Linked DNA regions of Mus musculus: regions 1 and 2 are each linked to region 3. Evidence: chromatin contacts called from public ChIA-PET and HiChIP or PLAC-seq data. All regions are on one chromosome and are shown on one strand. Each heading gives the region's core, a stretch centred on a gene start, on an enhancer-like site or on the middle of the called end of the contact. The rest is flanking DNA. Distances are from core to core; before and after follow the strand shown.

The links. ChIA-PET counts read pairs in DNA pulled down with a chosen protein or histone mark. HiChIP or PLAC-seq counts read pairs in DNA pulled down with a chosen protein or histone mark.
Region 1: an RNA polymerase II ChIA-PET map of memory CD8 T cells shows a contact between it and region 3, with 1,417 read pairs. The contact joins the promoter of Cd44 here to the enhancer-like site in region 3. A contact is called at or near these places in 2 of 39 promoter capture datasets (macrophages and neutrophils), 1 of 15 datasets of contacts at CTCF or cohesin (CD8 T cells), 34 of 484 Hi-C or Micro-C datasets (the 3T3-L1 cell line, the AML12 cell line, B cells and 22 more), 12 of 115 datasets of contacts at active chromatin or transcription factors (CD8 T cells, the HPC-7 cell line, Th17 cells and 9 more) and 3 of 9 other capture datasets (bone marrow-derived macrophages, liver and macrophages).
Region 2: an H3K27ac HiChIP or PLAC-seq map of thymic regulatory T cells shows a contact between it and region 3, with 5 times the contacts expected there. The contact joins two enhancer-like sites. A contact is called at or near these places in 1 of 15 datasets of contacts at CTCF or cohesin (CD8 T cells), 10 of 484 Hi-C or Micro-C datasets (B cells, the MC38 cell line, bone marrow-derived macrophages and 6 more), 10 of 115 datasets of contacts at active chromatin or transcription factors (CD8 T cells, the HPC-7 cell line, the NIH/3T3 cell line and 6 more) and 1 of 9 other capture datasets (bone marrow-derived macrophages).

The regions. Positions count from the first base shown.
Region 1 is chr2:102,899,928-102,903,948 of GRCm38.p6, forward strand. It overlaps Cd44 (CD44 antigen), which reads right to left and starts at 1,738. Exons shown (of 9, transcript NM_001039151.1): 1 at 1,341-1,738. The coding sequence starts at 1,419.
Region 2 is chr2:102,872,064-102,876,292 of GRCm38.p6, forward strand. The region is part of intron 1 of Cd44 (CD44 antigen); the gene reads right to left. Among named protein-coding and RNA genes, the nearest start is that of Gm23731, 24 kb to the right of the region's middle. Within about 2 kb of position 1,923, at least 94 of the 459 cell types and tissues checked have an H3K27ac peak or open chromatin away from gene starts, as enhancers often do. A contact at or near this core is called in CD8 T cells, the NIH/3T3 cell line, Th17 cells and 4 more, where this site is marked.
Region 3 is chr2:102,995,533-102,999,804 of GRCm38.p6, forward strand. No RefSeq gene overlaps it. Among named protein-coding and RNA genes, the nearest start is that of Gm34483, 57 kb to the left of the region's middle. Within about 2 kb of position 2,524, at least 66 of the 459 cell types and tissues checked have an H3K27ac peak or open chromatin away from gene starts, as enhancers often do. A contact at or near this core is called in B cells, the C2C12 cell line, CD8 T cells and 15 more, where this site is marked.

The DNA.
Region 1 (4,021 bases), core at 488-2,987, 96 kb before region 3:
ATGAACCCAAGTTCACACCCAGCCCCACTCCTTGCTGTGTGACTAGGGGAAGTCACCTAACCTCTCTGAGCCTCTGTTTCCCTACTGGTAAGGTGTTGGGGGGAGCATTTGTCACCAAATCACCATGAGGATAAAATGAGATAGCTTATGTGAATTACCTAACATAGCACAGCAAAGAACACACACACAAATGGCCAATAGTGTCCTACTGCAATTATTATTTGCATTACTTCTGCATCAGCATTCAAAATTTAACATTCAACAATGGAGGTGCGATTTTCTAATCCCAACGTACCATGTCTAAAAAGAAAAAAAAACCCAGTTTGGCACCCCTTACCCCCAGAACTGGATTTAGTAATTCTTGTTGAGAGGAACTCACTGAAGTCTGAGCTGACTTAATGACCTAGCTGGCACTTCTTCAAAGAAAATTTAACTATGCTGATGATAACCAAAGCCTTCGTGGAATTATCTGTTCATATATAGATAAAGGAGGGGGGACGCTTGAAAATGAGCCATACTGGATATTTGGCCCAAGCTCCTCCTCTCCACAGCCACCAAAGTCACCAACCACATTTAGATGGGATATTAGGGACTGCGCTAAAGTTCACAGGTTACCCTGATACAGGTCCCCTCCTGCTCTGAGGCTGCCAGGCAGCAAATATGAACCCTGTTGCTGTTTGACTTTGCCTAGACTGCAAGCACTGCGCGGCTGGTCGAATTATTGCTCCGGTTATGTGTCCTCCTTGGTCCATGTTGGAACCTTTAGGCCACTCAGAGCCTCACACAAACCAGTTCAAACTCCCACAAGCTAAAATAAAGCCGTTGGTGACCAAAGCTGACTTTAAGAGCCCCGAAAACTAGTCAAAGCTGGGACCCACTGTCTTCAGCTTTTCAAGGCTCCTTTCTGAAAAGCTCATTGCCCAATCTCTGGCCTGTAGCTATGTGCACACCTTGGGGAGTGCTCTACAGGTCTGTTCCAGTGTCTGCCTCTACCTGCCTAGCCACAGTTAGCCAGGCTTGGGGAGCCCTTGAGCACCAGAGCCTGTTAGTCGGGACAGAGGCTGCGGGCATCCAAGAGTACAGTTACTTTTGAGCCATGTGCTCCAGCAAGCATGGGGACCTCGCCCAAAATCTGCGGGCAACTTGCCCAGCAAACTTTCTTCTCCCTTTCTCTTTTCCTTTCACCAAAGCAGCACTTCCCAGGCGTAAACTCTTTCCAATAGCATAGCCCCAAATCCCAGCTTTGCTTTGCTAGCCCAATTCACTACAGTCCCTCCCCAGGGCGATTCAACCCAGAGGCATCCAGCTGGAGTCCTCAGGCGCGGTGGCGGGCCACTCACCGATCTGCTGATGTGGATGTGCCAGGCTCAACTGCAAGAGGCAAAGTCCCCAAGCTGTGTGCCACCAAAACTTGTCCATGGCGTGCTGGATGAAACGGAGGGATCTAGTCGCCTCTGGAAAAGGGTCGTGGGGAGAAGGGCAACGAGGGTGAATGGAACCTGTCACTGGCTGGGGGCTGCTGGGCAATGAGACCGCTTCGGAAGTTGGCTGTGGTTTTTATTCCAGGCTTTGAAAGAGTGAGTGACCTAAGAGGGAGGGAGCGCGCGAAGGACACACCCAAAGCGAGGGGGCTGTGACTAAGCAGCCAACGGAAGTTTAAAGACACACCAGCCTGCTTTCGCTACTGCCCCTGCACTCCTGCCCTGCTCTCTTGGACAGAAGAGAATGGCCGCCCCCCTCCCCCCCCCAGCCCCCGTGCGCCCACGTTCTCCAGGGCCACTCCACAGGCTTCCTACCCTGGCCCAGCCTACCAGCCTATGAGAAGCGCTGCCTGGGACAAGGAGAATGACTGAGTTCTAAGACCTCGCCCCTCTCAGTTAAATCTTCCAGTTTCTCCTTTGCCACTAAACTTGGGAACCTGGCTAGGGAAAGACTGGTTTTCCCAGGAAGCTGAGGAAGCTGGACTTATCTTAGGGAGGAACTGAAGAAAGAAAGAGGCTGAAGGGAGAGAGAGAGAGAGAGAGAGAGAGAGAGAGAGAGAGGGAGAGGGAGAGATCCATCCTAGTGGAGAGTGCTTTCCTGGCCAGGGTGGGGACTGAAAAGTGGGGAACTTGTGGGAGTGTTCTTTCCTCTTTCCCTCTGAGAGAAGTCCAAACCGCTCATCTGATCTTTGATCCGGGGAAAACCCAAGGGTGCTCAACACATTTCATTCATGCTCTCAAAATATCTACCAATTTCTTAAATCCTTCTCGGACTCACAATCCACCCATCCATTCCTCTGTCCACCCATCTTCCTTCTGCAAATGCACTAATCTAGCCATACTACACCTGCCCACCAATTCTTGTATTCGCCCACCTGCACAACTTTTCAATCCTTTTCACACCCCTCCTCAGCTCATATCTGTTCATCATATTTCCTATCCATCCCGACGCACATACATGGTTCCCGTCTCTCATTCTACCCATCCCCATATCCACTCACACATTTAACTGTTCTTTCTTGTTTACATTTTATATTCTCTTTGCTGCAAACTTTAATACATTCAAATTCCCCTTTACATCTTGATACATTTCAAAGAGGGATGCACATTTGCCATAGTCTTCAAGGGAGAAATCTCAAGGCTGAAAATCGGGGAAAATCGTATGTAAAATTGCAATTCCCTATCTTCTCTAATACCCTGCAAGTTGCAATTTGGATATCAAAAGCTCTGTTTATTTTTAATGTGAACTAAATCTGAGTGGACTTCTTGCTGAATGAGAAACACAGAAGGCATGGCCAGGGCAGGACCCGGAATGAATCATGCCAGAATTTCTGAAGGAAAATGATATTTTGGGATTTACTGAAAGAAACTGAGAAAGTGAGAGAAATGTACACAGCCACCTGTCCATCCATTTATTCATCAAGCACGTAATGAGTGCCAGAGGGTTTCAAGAGAAGCAATCCTGGTTTGGTCTAGGCACTAGCTCCCACACAAGCCAGTGGCTGCTGCAGTATAAAATATACTGCAAACTACAGCTAGGACTGGGAAGATGGCACAGTGATAAAGTGCTTGCTGCCAAGCATGGGACAAGTTAGATCCTTGGAACCCACATGGTGCCTTAGGCAAGTTGTCCTCTACCTGTCACAGGCCTGCCACATACACACAATTAATAACTGTTAAAATGATTAAAAATAATCATTTTATTTTTCAGCCAGCTTTTTCTGTGTATAGACTAAAAGTATTCGTAAGAATTGCATTTGTTCCGAGTATCTACAAGCTTTTTGCTTTTGACTATTTTGTGAACCACACAACTTAACTGCTATGTATCACATATATAATACACGACATTCCACTTTGTTAGGTACTACAAATATGCAGCAGCGATTAGAAGAATATGTGTGGGTTATATGTAAATACTGAGCCATTTTACATAAGGGAATTCATCTTCTGAAGGTTGCATATGAAGCTTGGGTTTTCTGAAAGTGATCTGCTGAGAAGGATCTCTGTCTGTCTCTGTCTGTCTCTGTCTGTCTCTGTCTGTCTCTGTCTGTCTCTGTCTGTCTGTCTCTGTCTGTCTCTGTGTCTGTCTGTCTCTCTGTCTGTCTCTGTCTGTCTCTGTCTGTCTCTGTCTGTCTCTGTCTGTCTGTCTCTGTCTGTCTCTGTCTGTCTCTGTCTGTCTCTGTCTGTCTGTCTCTGTCTGTCTGTCTCTGTCTGTCTCTGTCTGTCTGTCTCTGTCTGTCTCTATCTCTGTCTGTCTCTGTCTGTCTCTGTCTCTGTCTGTCTCTGTCTCTTTCTGTGTGTGTGTGTGTATGTGTGTGTATGTGTGTGTGTGTGTGTGTGTGTTTAGGATGCCACCAGTCCTGCAGTCCGAGGAAAGAAGTCACAATATTTTCTTGGAAACACTAATGTGACATCTCAAGAAAGATGATACTTTGGGCCAAGGTGTGGAAAGAAAATGAATCCTTGAGACATTGCTGGGACAGGTCCCCCGCAGGGAGTTCTCTTGTTGAGGAGTAACAGGCATTCAAAACTAGAGTACC
Region 2 (4,229 bases), core at 673-3,172, 120 kb before region 3:
TGATTAATTCATTGAGAAGTCTTAAGGAAGTGGTAGAGCCAGGTACAGACTGAACAGTCAGGCTGTTTGAGTCACAGGGTTAAGTGGTAGCTTAGACATGGAACAGATCTGAACACTATCAGAATCCCATTTGTTACCCAATTTCCTTTACTCTGCCTGAAGGGGGAAGGTCTTCACCCAACAGGTCTGAGTTGCTACAGTGGAAAAATCACCATACTATTGGATCTGTTATCCTCTCTCAGGGAAGAGTTCCTGAACTGCAACTTGTTCACTGGCTTTATCCAACCGAGATTCTCTCTGATCTTATCCTGTTCTCTTCTCAAGACATTTTTGAGAATTGGAATGGTTCAGTCCTGGCTGCAGTTTCAGCCTTCTGTCCTTTATATCCCAAGTGCTCCAGCCATGCTCAGGCAGAGCTAATGAGAAGAGCTGGCATTCTGCTTTGATCCACAGCTGGGTTCACTTGTGACTTTCCGAAATGTCTATTGGCAATCCCAAAGGTCTAGACTTACCAAGTAGATGTGCTAGGCTGATGGAGCTGGAACCTGACACCCTTGCTTGATGGTCCTTAACAGAATCTAGCCCCCTATGAGACTGCCACACTAATTGCGTGGGCAGTGAGTGGCAACCAGTGCACATGTGGGTTTTACTTTCACAGTGTTTGGCATTTAAATCCAAGGCTCTTTTACTGCCCTCTGACTTGCAGAGCTTACATCTTACACAGAAGATGACACAATTCATGAGCCTAGCTCTGCTGATTCTGATTAGAAGCAAGTAGGGAACGTGCCATTTTTCTTTAAAAAAAAACAACAAAAAACAAAAACATATTGGTAATTAGATCATCCATGATTAAAGGTAGGACAATAAAGGGCCTTAAACAAATTAGCTGTGAGAAACAAGAAAATAAAATTGAGAGCTTGGTCCCCTAGACCATTATGAAGAAAGCACAATCTCAGGGGACTTTAATTGCAGCATCCTGACTCCTGGTACAATGCTTCTAACAAAGTATATTTTATAAGATGTTTGAGCATGCTGTTCCCAATAAATCTACAACTCATGGCCAGGGAGCATCATTCCGAAGTACATCATGGGCAAGTCACTCTTTTTCCACTTGTGCGATGTCTTTGCAGCTCAGAAGTTTCCATCTGGGAACCATTCAAGCTGTATAGCCCCTGCTTCCACCAAACCTGCCAGTACAGAAGAAGGCTGGCAGCTTTCCCATTGCCCCTACACCACTTGTGCCATCGTCTGACTCCCATGTGACGGGTGCCTAATGAAAGAGTATATTGTTCAGCATCTACTTTTGAATGAGGCCAAAATCATTCTTGGTGCTAGATAGCCTTTGGCTGCCCACTGCAGACCATGAGTAACTAGTGACTCAGTCTCTCCCGGAATCATCCCCAAGGCGGGTGAAGTTTTAATGAGCAGAGAAGACAGTCATGCACAATCATATGGAGGGAATTTCCTTCAGAATTTGTCATGGGGTGCTTTTAGTTGAGCTATTCATCTCTTGGCACTCAAAGGGGAAAGGCACCCCAATATCTGGGGGCCTGGCTGGACACCCTGACCTCTCAGTCTCTAGTTTAAGGAACAAGGAGTCCATCATGAGCCAACAGGACTCTATGAAAGAGCAACCCCCTTAGAAGCTGTCACCCGGGCCATTCTGCCAAGTCCTCCAAATAGCCAACCCATTGCATAGTCTAGAGATGCCTTGAGTTGTTTTTAGAACGTGAGAAGAAGCCTTCTTCCTGCCTTTTGCTTCTGTGTTGGGTACATGGGCAGTAAGACCCTGCTGAAGATTTCCCCCCTTCTTCTGGATCTATCAAGGTGCTTGCTTGCCCCTAGTTTTATCTCACTAAATAGGAGTTCTGTAAGTCCAAGTCCTCCATGGGGAACAAGCCTCCAGGAAGACAGATGAAACAAGAAACCACAGTGTGTACCCTTGTGTGTTGCCATGGCAACCAGGAAATCCACTGGCCTTAACACCTTTGGTTTTTTGTTTTGTTTTGTTTTTTTTCCACTTTTGGATCTTATTGATTTAGCAGATTGACTAGCACAAACTCAGGATGTGGTTAAGTGGACTGACAAAGCAGCAGAAGGCCACATACGGTTTTTCCCGCTGCAGTTCGGAGAGGCAAGAACGACAGCTCCACTTTGTCTTGCAGTTATTTTTTTTTCTGGGCAGCTGTAATTACTTTGACATCATCTAATTAGAGTACACCTTCTGCACAAGTCTAGAGGCAGCACTTTGAAAGACTGGCAGATCAAGAGAGGGACCTCGTGAGAGACAAAGCAGAATAAGAAGCGGTTACTTGTTATTATCTGCACTTGAGAAGCGATCAGTGAGTCCTGGCATGCTGGTGAGCCAGTCTCCATCTAGAAGGAGGATGCACGGGTCACACCCAAATCCTATTCACTATAAGCTACGTGACCTTGAACTACTTGCAGTAGGATCTGTGACACATCTAGCCTTTCTCTCTCCTTCAGTAAAATGAGAATATGCTCAAAAGGCTTTGTATGGTTTTTTTTTTTTTATGGAAATAGCCTTATGCAATCACACACATGTCACCTGGAAAATCATTTTTAAGAGAATAGAAATCATAATACTAACTAAATAGTATAATCACTAGTCATGGGTAATCTCAAATCTAAATAAAACTAATTGATAGCATCAAAGCTAGGACATCTTCAGGACTTGTGAGATAAAAGGGCTCAGAGTATGGGTTTGCATACCTGAGGCACATTCAAATATCAGAAAGGGCCATAAAATTCCCACAGGAATAAAGACATGTGTTGGTGTCACTCTCTGTAGAACAGAATGCATCGTGTACTTTAGACCTGGATCACCTTGTTAATAGGACTTTATCTCATGAGATACGCAACACAAGCATACCAAAACAGTCCTTTGAAGCCTTAAGGGTCGGTACTATGCACCCACTTTACAGATGGAGAATTTAAGGAACAAGAGATGCAGGGAGAGTTTGATGAACATAGATGTTGCCTCAGATCTTCTGAGTCTACCTAGATCTTCTTGGGTTGATGCCAGGATAAGGAGGGGCAACAGCAGCATTTATAGAGCAGAGTAGTGCTCTATCTTTCTTTTGCTACCATGATGCACTGGAAAGATTCAGGATGGCTAAGACCAGTAAGTATCGTTATCTGAGGTGGAGCCAGAATGAGGGCTTTGAGATAGACCTAGAGCCTGAATCCACCTTGTTTAGTCTCACCTCAGTACCTAGCCTACCCCTCCAGTTACCCTGGCCCTCTCAAACTCCCCTATGGGAATATCTAAACCAGTCTGGAAAACTCTGAGGTAGAGGCCAGTCATTACATGATACTCATCATTTGGTCAGTCTTAACTTGAAAGTGCCAGGAAAATGGGTCACCCCACTGATGTCTATGGAAACAGACAAGGAGCAATTAGCACAGGGCCCTGAAGCTCTAAGAGTGTCACATATAAGATACATCATGCAAAAATGCTTTAGAACTCATTTGCCTAGTATAACCTTCGTATTTCTCTCCTTGTTTCAAACATAAAAGTACCTTGCAAAAGAGACCTCCTTGAAGATCTATTATCTGACCTTGCAGAGAGGAAAATAGAAAAGTTCGGACTTTTTGTACATTCTGCCATGGCTGGGTACATTTCTGTGACTGATACATTACTGTGACTGCTGGATAAACAGTGGACCTGATGAAATATCAAGACTCAGTCACTGAAGTACGGCTTATTGCCCTTCAAGATGGGGTCACTCAGAGGAGGAATTCGAAAGGCCACCTCCAGTTCCTACAAAGCTCATCTACCACCTAAAGTCCAAGGTAGGACCTATTGTTTTTCCTTTCCTTCTATCTGTCTCTTTTAGCCTCTTTTTGAGTGGAAGTGAAAAGATTGCAGTGTGTCCAGAGCTGCTACTCTGTGTGGGATGGCAGCCCAAGTGTCCTGAAGATTCTGCATCCTGGGACTCTCTGCACAGCATCCAGAGGTTGAATAAGTGACCTTCCTCATCTGAGAGGAAGCCCATTGAGCCCAGCTCTTATCATGAAAGTGGCAAAAGATAGAGGCAGAGGTAGTAAGCAGAGACTCAGCTCATGAAAGCCATGGCTGCCTGCTTGGGATACTTAACATGTAAGCCAATTGTGGGGCATAGCAGGCTGGGAAACACTGGCTCTGATTATTTCAGCCTCTGAGCCCTTGTCTGGGCTTCTGAGCTGGGTTAACACAAAGGGGCACA
Region 3 (4,272 bases), core at 1,274-3,773:
TGTGCACCTGTAACCCAGGGCTGGGGAGCAGAAGGTGGAGGGATTCCTGGGAATTGCTGGCTAGCCAGTCTACCTGTATCTGCAAGCTCCAGGTTCAGTGAAAGACTGTCTCGATGATGATAGGATGAGGAGGAGGAGGAGGAGGAGAGCAATAGAGGAAGAAGACACCCAACGTCAATTACTGGCTTCTTCACTCAAGTGCAAACATGCATGCACACATATACTATACTCTAAACAACAACAAAAACAGCTAGGTCAATGTGGGTGGTATTTGAACTCTTTGGCTTTGAGTTTGTGACGTGCAGTGACTGTGGTTCATGAACACTAGTATTTTGCTGGAAAAATTAGCATTGAACATAAAAACCAATGTCTCTTTTCTTCTTGGGTATATTACTGGCGAATTGACCTTAGTCATTAAGCAGGAAGAGTCACACTGGGGAGAACGCTGGGGGGAAACACATACAACAGAACACAGAGAGCTGGTGATTCAATTATTTCTCATATTCCCCTCTCCTTTGTAGTTAATTAGACAACACCCCTTTCTCCACCTTATCTCTCTGTTGAGGTCATATCAACTATTATCTGCCCTCTAGTTTATTTAAAACCACCTGAATAATTCATTATACAAAGAAGCTTATCATCTTTCTTCTATGTCCCATTACTCAAGAATAATTAGCAATGAAATACTTCAGACCTACAGAATGACAGAGAGACAAACAAAAGCACCCAGATTTAGCAAAGGTTAGCCCTCTTTCAGAGTTGCTTAATACATTTTTAATAAAGCTCTCAGCCACCTCTGGAACATTTACCAGAATATTTGGTCTTCTGTTCATATTCTTGAACATATGTTAGGGATTTCCCTGAAGTAGGTACTCTATCAGTCAGATAATGGTCTTTACTGTTCCAGTACGGTTTATTCCACAGGCAAGGCATGAAGCCAAGGGGTTTGTAGTTGCAGTGTGGCTTTGAGCAACAGACCCAAGCTCCAATTCCCGCTTGCTAGCTGAGAAAAAGCAGACAAGTGCTCATGCCTATTTTCTCATTTACAAAGATGCTAAGGGACGAGTCAAGCAAAGGCTTAAACACTGTAGAGGACATGGGGAGTGGTCATAAGCAGCATATGTGTATCTGTTGTATAAGCTGAACACTCCTCAGAAAATCCTACCCAGTCCAACTAAAGTTGAGCCAGCCAAGAACCAGTTCACTTACATGGAAATTCATGAAAACATTAGCCTAGTAAAATGGCTGTCTGGTCTGTAATTTATCATCATCATCATCATTAATTAATTAAACCTGTAGGTGACTTTTCTCCATGCCTCTGATTTCCAAATGGATGGGATTTTATAGTGTTTTGTTGTTATTGGTGGTTGTTGTTAAGGTAGTAGTGGTGGTAGCTGTAAGTGATGGTTCTTTTTATTTTTGTTGGTGGTGGTGGCTGTTAGTGATGGTTGTTTTTGTTGTTGTTGTTGTTGGTGGTGGTGGTGGTGGTGGTGACTGGTGGTTGTTTTTGTTGGTGGTGGTGGTTGTTGTTATTGTTGGTATTGATGATGGTGATTGGTGGTGTGTGTGGTGGTGGTGGTGGTTGGTTGTTGGTACGTCTGTGTGTGGTATGTGTGGTGTGCGTATGTGATGTGCGTTCATAGGTTTAGTCATTGTGTATTCACCAGTAGAGGCTAGAGGTCAATTTGGACTGTGGTTACTAAGGGGTTGTCCATCTTACTTTTGAGACTGAATCTCTTATTGGTCTGGATCCCATTCATTGTGCTAGACTGGGATCTGCCTGTCACTGCCTCTCTAATGCCAAGATTACAAGCACACACCACCATGTCCAGCTTACTTATGTTGGCTCGAGGGATCAAGTTTTCATTTTTACAAGGAAGACACTCATCAAATGAGGTATCTCTTAGCCCCAGAGCTGTACAGTTTTAAAGCACTCACGTTTATGGAAAATCTAGTGAAGCCATCAGGTAAGGAAAGGGCTAGCATAAGCATGGAGAGGAGCCTCTAGGAACACAGGCACTATTTAACTATCCTTATTTCTGTATCTTCTCTCCTTCCTAGCCTCATTTTTTATTCATCATTAAAGCATATTGCTTTTGAGAGAGCATACTTTTTAAATTCAGGAGCTCTCAACAATAGTTACACTTTAAATATCATATATGGCATTTACAGATATTTGCACACACACACACACACACACACAGAGTCTCATTCATCCAAGGCTTTCTAGATCTCTGGGACTGATGAGGTATGGGGTGAGCGGTGGTAGGGAATACCTACTGTTTTACCAAGGCAGGTTTATAAACCTAGGGTTGAGAACCACATTGGATAAACTACTTGTGGGATCTTCAGATTTATATCTGGAGATTAAGTGGGAAATCTTCTGTTTAAAAGGAGTAACTTTGTAGGTGGCATGATGCTAGCCCAAGTCTTCTGCTGAAAATTACATCTTCCATAGGATGAAGCAGACCATGGTCCAGCCAAACACTGTTTAAATCAAAACACATGTCCACAGCTGGGACAAGAGCATTAGGACCACCTAGCTGGATTCCATTGGAATGAGTCTGTGTGACACCATGCCAGCATAATTGTAAACAATCTCCCTAAAGAAGTTAGATGAAGGAGAGCCAAAAACCCAACCGATCAAACAACAACACAAACTTCCATTGGATTTAACTCAGTTTTCCAGAAAAACAAAACAAAACAAACAAACAAAAAAAACTTACACATCATACACACCACAAACCCTTATGAACAAACACCACCAAATATTAGAAACTGAAACCTGAACACATTGACACGAAGCCCCTATTTTCCTTGACCAATGCTTTCAAGTTTTCTTTCCCTTCCCCCACTTTTAATCCCCAGGATTTATAGCTCATCTCTGGCACCAAAGCAGGCACATGTTTACTGACTGATCTCACAAGCCACATGCATCTGCAGCTAGAGACCTTTTTAAATCACGCTTCTCTTTTATTTATCATGGTTTCCATGGCAAGAGGAAAATAAAGGGAAACTATGTTTAACAGCAAAGACAATAAAAGAAGCCACAGATCTCAACCAGGCGACAGCCGAGGGTAAGCTAGCTTCCCTTATGTGGATAACGCTGTGTTGCTTGCACCAACCAGATGGTTAATGCTGACTCTGGGGAAGAATCGATGTAACTCATGATCAAAAGCTACCCTTAGGACAGTCTGAGGGGGAGCTTGGACTTTGTTTCAGGCTTCTGTTGCCAAGATTTCCATTCAATGGACCTCAAGAAACCATAGAAGCCAACAGGGACTTCAGGACCAGAAATTTAATAATTAGTTCTAGCCCAGGTCATAAGCCTGGGTGATTTCTTTCATCAAACAGGTACCTTGAATTGGGGCGATCAAGAGATTACACCAGCTCTCTCCCTTGGGCTGGAGTCACAGGTCATACCCTAGAATAACCTGAAGAGTTGGGTTGCTTCATGTCTATAGCAGATAATTTCAAAGCTGGGTCCTTCCCACTCTGAGAAATCTGAGACACCACCTTTCATTCCTGAGATAGCAGTGTACTTCCCCAGTTTTTATTTTGTCACCTTGCATTCAAGTGCCTTGGCCCATATCAGTCACAGCCTTTTGATGTCCCTCTTTATAAAGGCACCAAGTACCAAGTAGTGCATTCTCACCACCATCTGACACGGGGGTAGCAGTCTCCTGGATCCGCCTACAACTTCACCTTCCTCATAACACCCCAGAGACCAGCGGCTGGAAGAAACAGCAAGAGCAGTGGTTTCTAGTAATTTGTTTCATTTTATTTTTTTAAGGGAGGGAATTCCCTCAGTGGACTTACCTAACACTAAAATGGTCTTGACATTAGACTCGCCCCACATTCTTCATGGAGGTGCTTTTTACACGACTTTTTATAGCAGTGGCTTCCCCTCTGTCTAAAACATCAAGGGAAAACCCCAGATTCTTTAACTCACCTACATCTCTGTATGCTTTCTGAGGTGATTAATGCTTAAAGCCACATCCTAGTTCGAAGGAAAGGGGCAGACAGATGAACTGGAAGAAAACACCATTTATTTCCCAGCCCCCTCTAGGCTCAGTGATGTAAAAAGTGTAACTAGTTGATAAAAATCTTTAAAATCTTCTAACTTCTAATACCTGAGAACCAAGAAGCAGAAGACATTGTCAAGGGAAAGAAAAGACTCCTTTTAAAAAGAAATTGTGTGCGTGTGTGTGTGTGTGTGTGTCTGTGTGTGTGTATCTGTGTGTGTCTGTGTATCTGTGTGTGTGTGTCTGT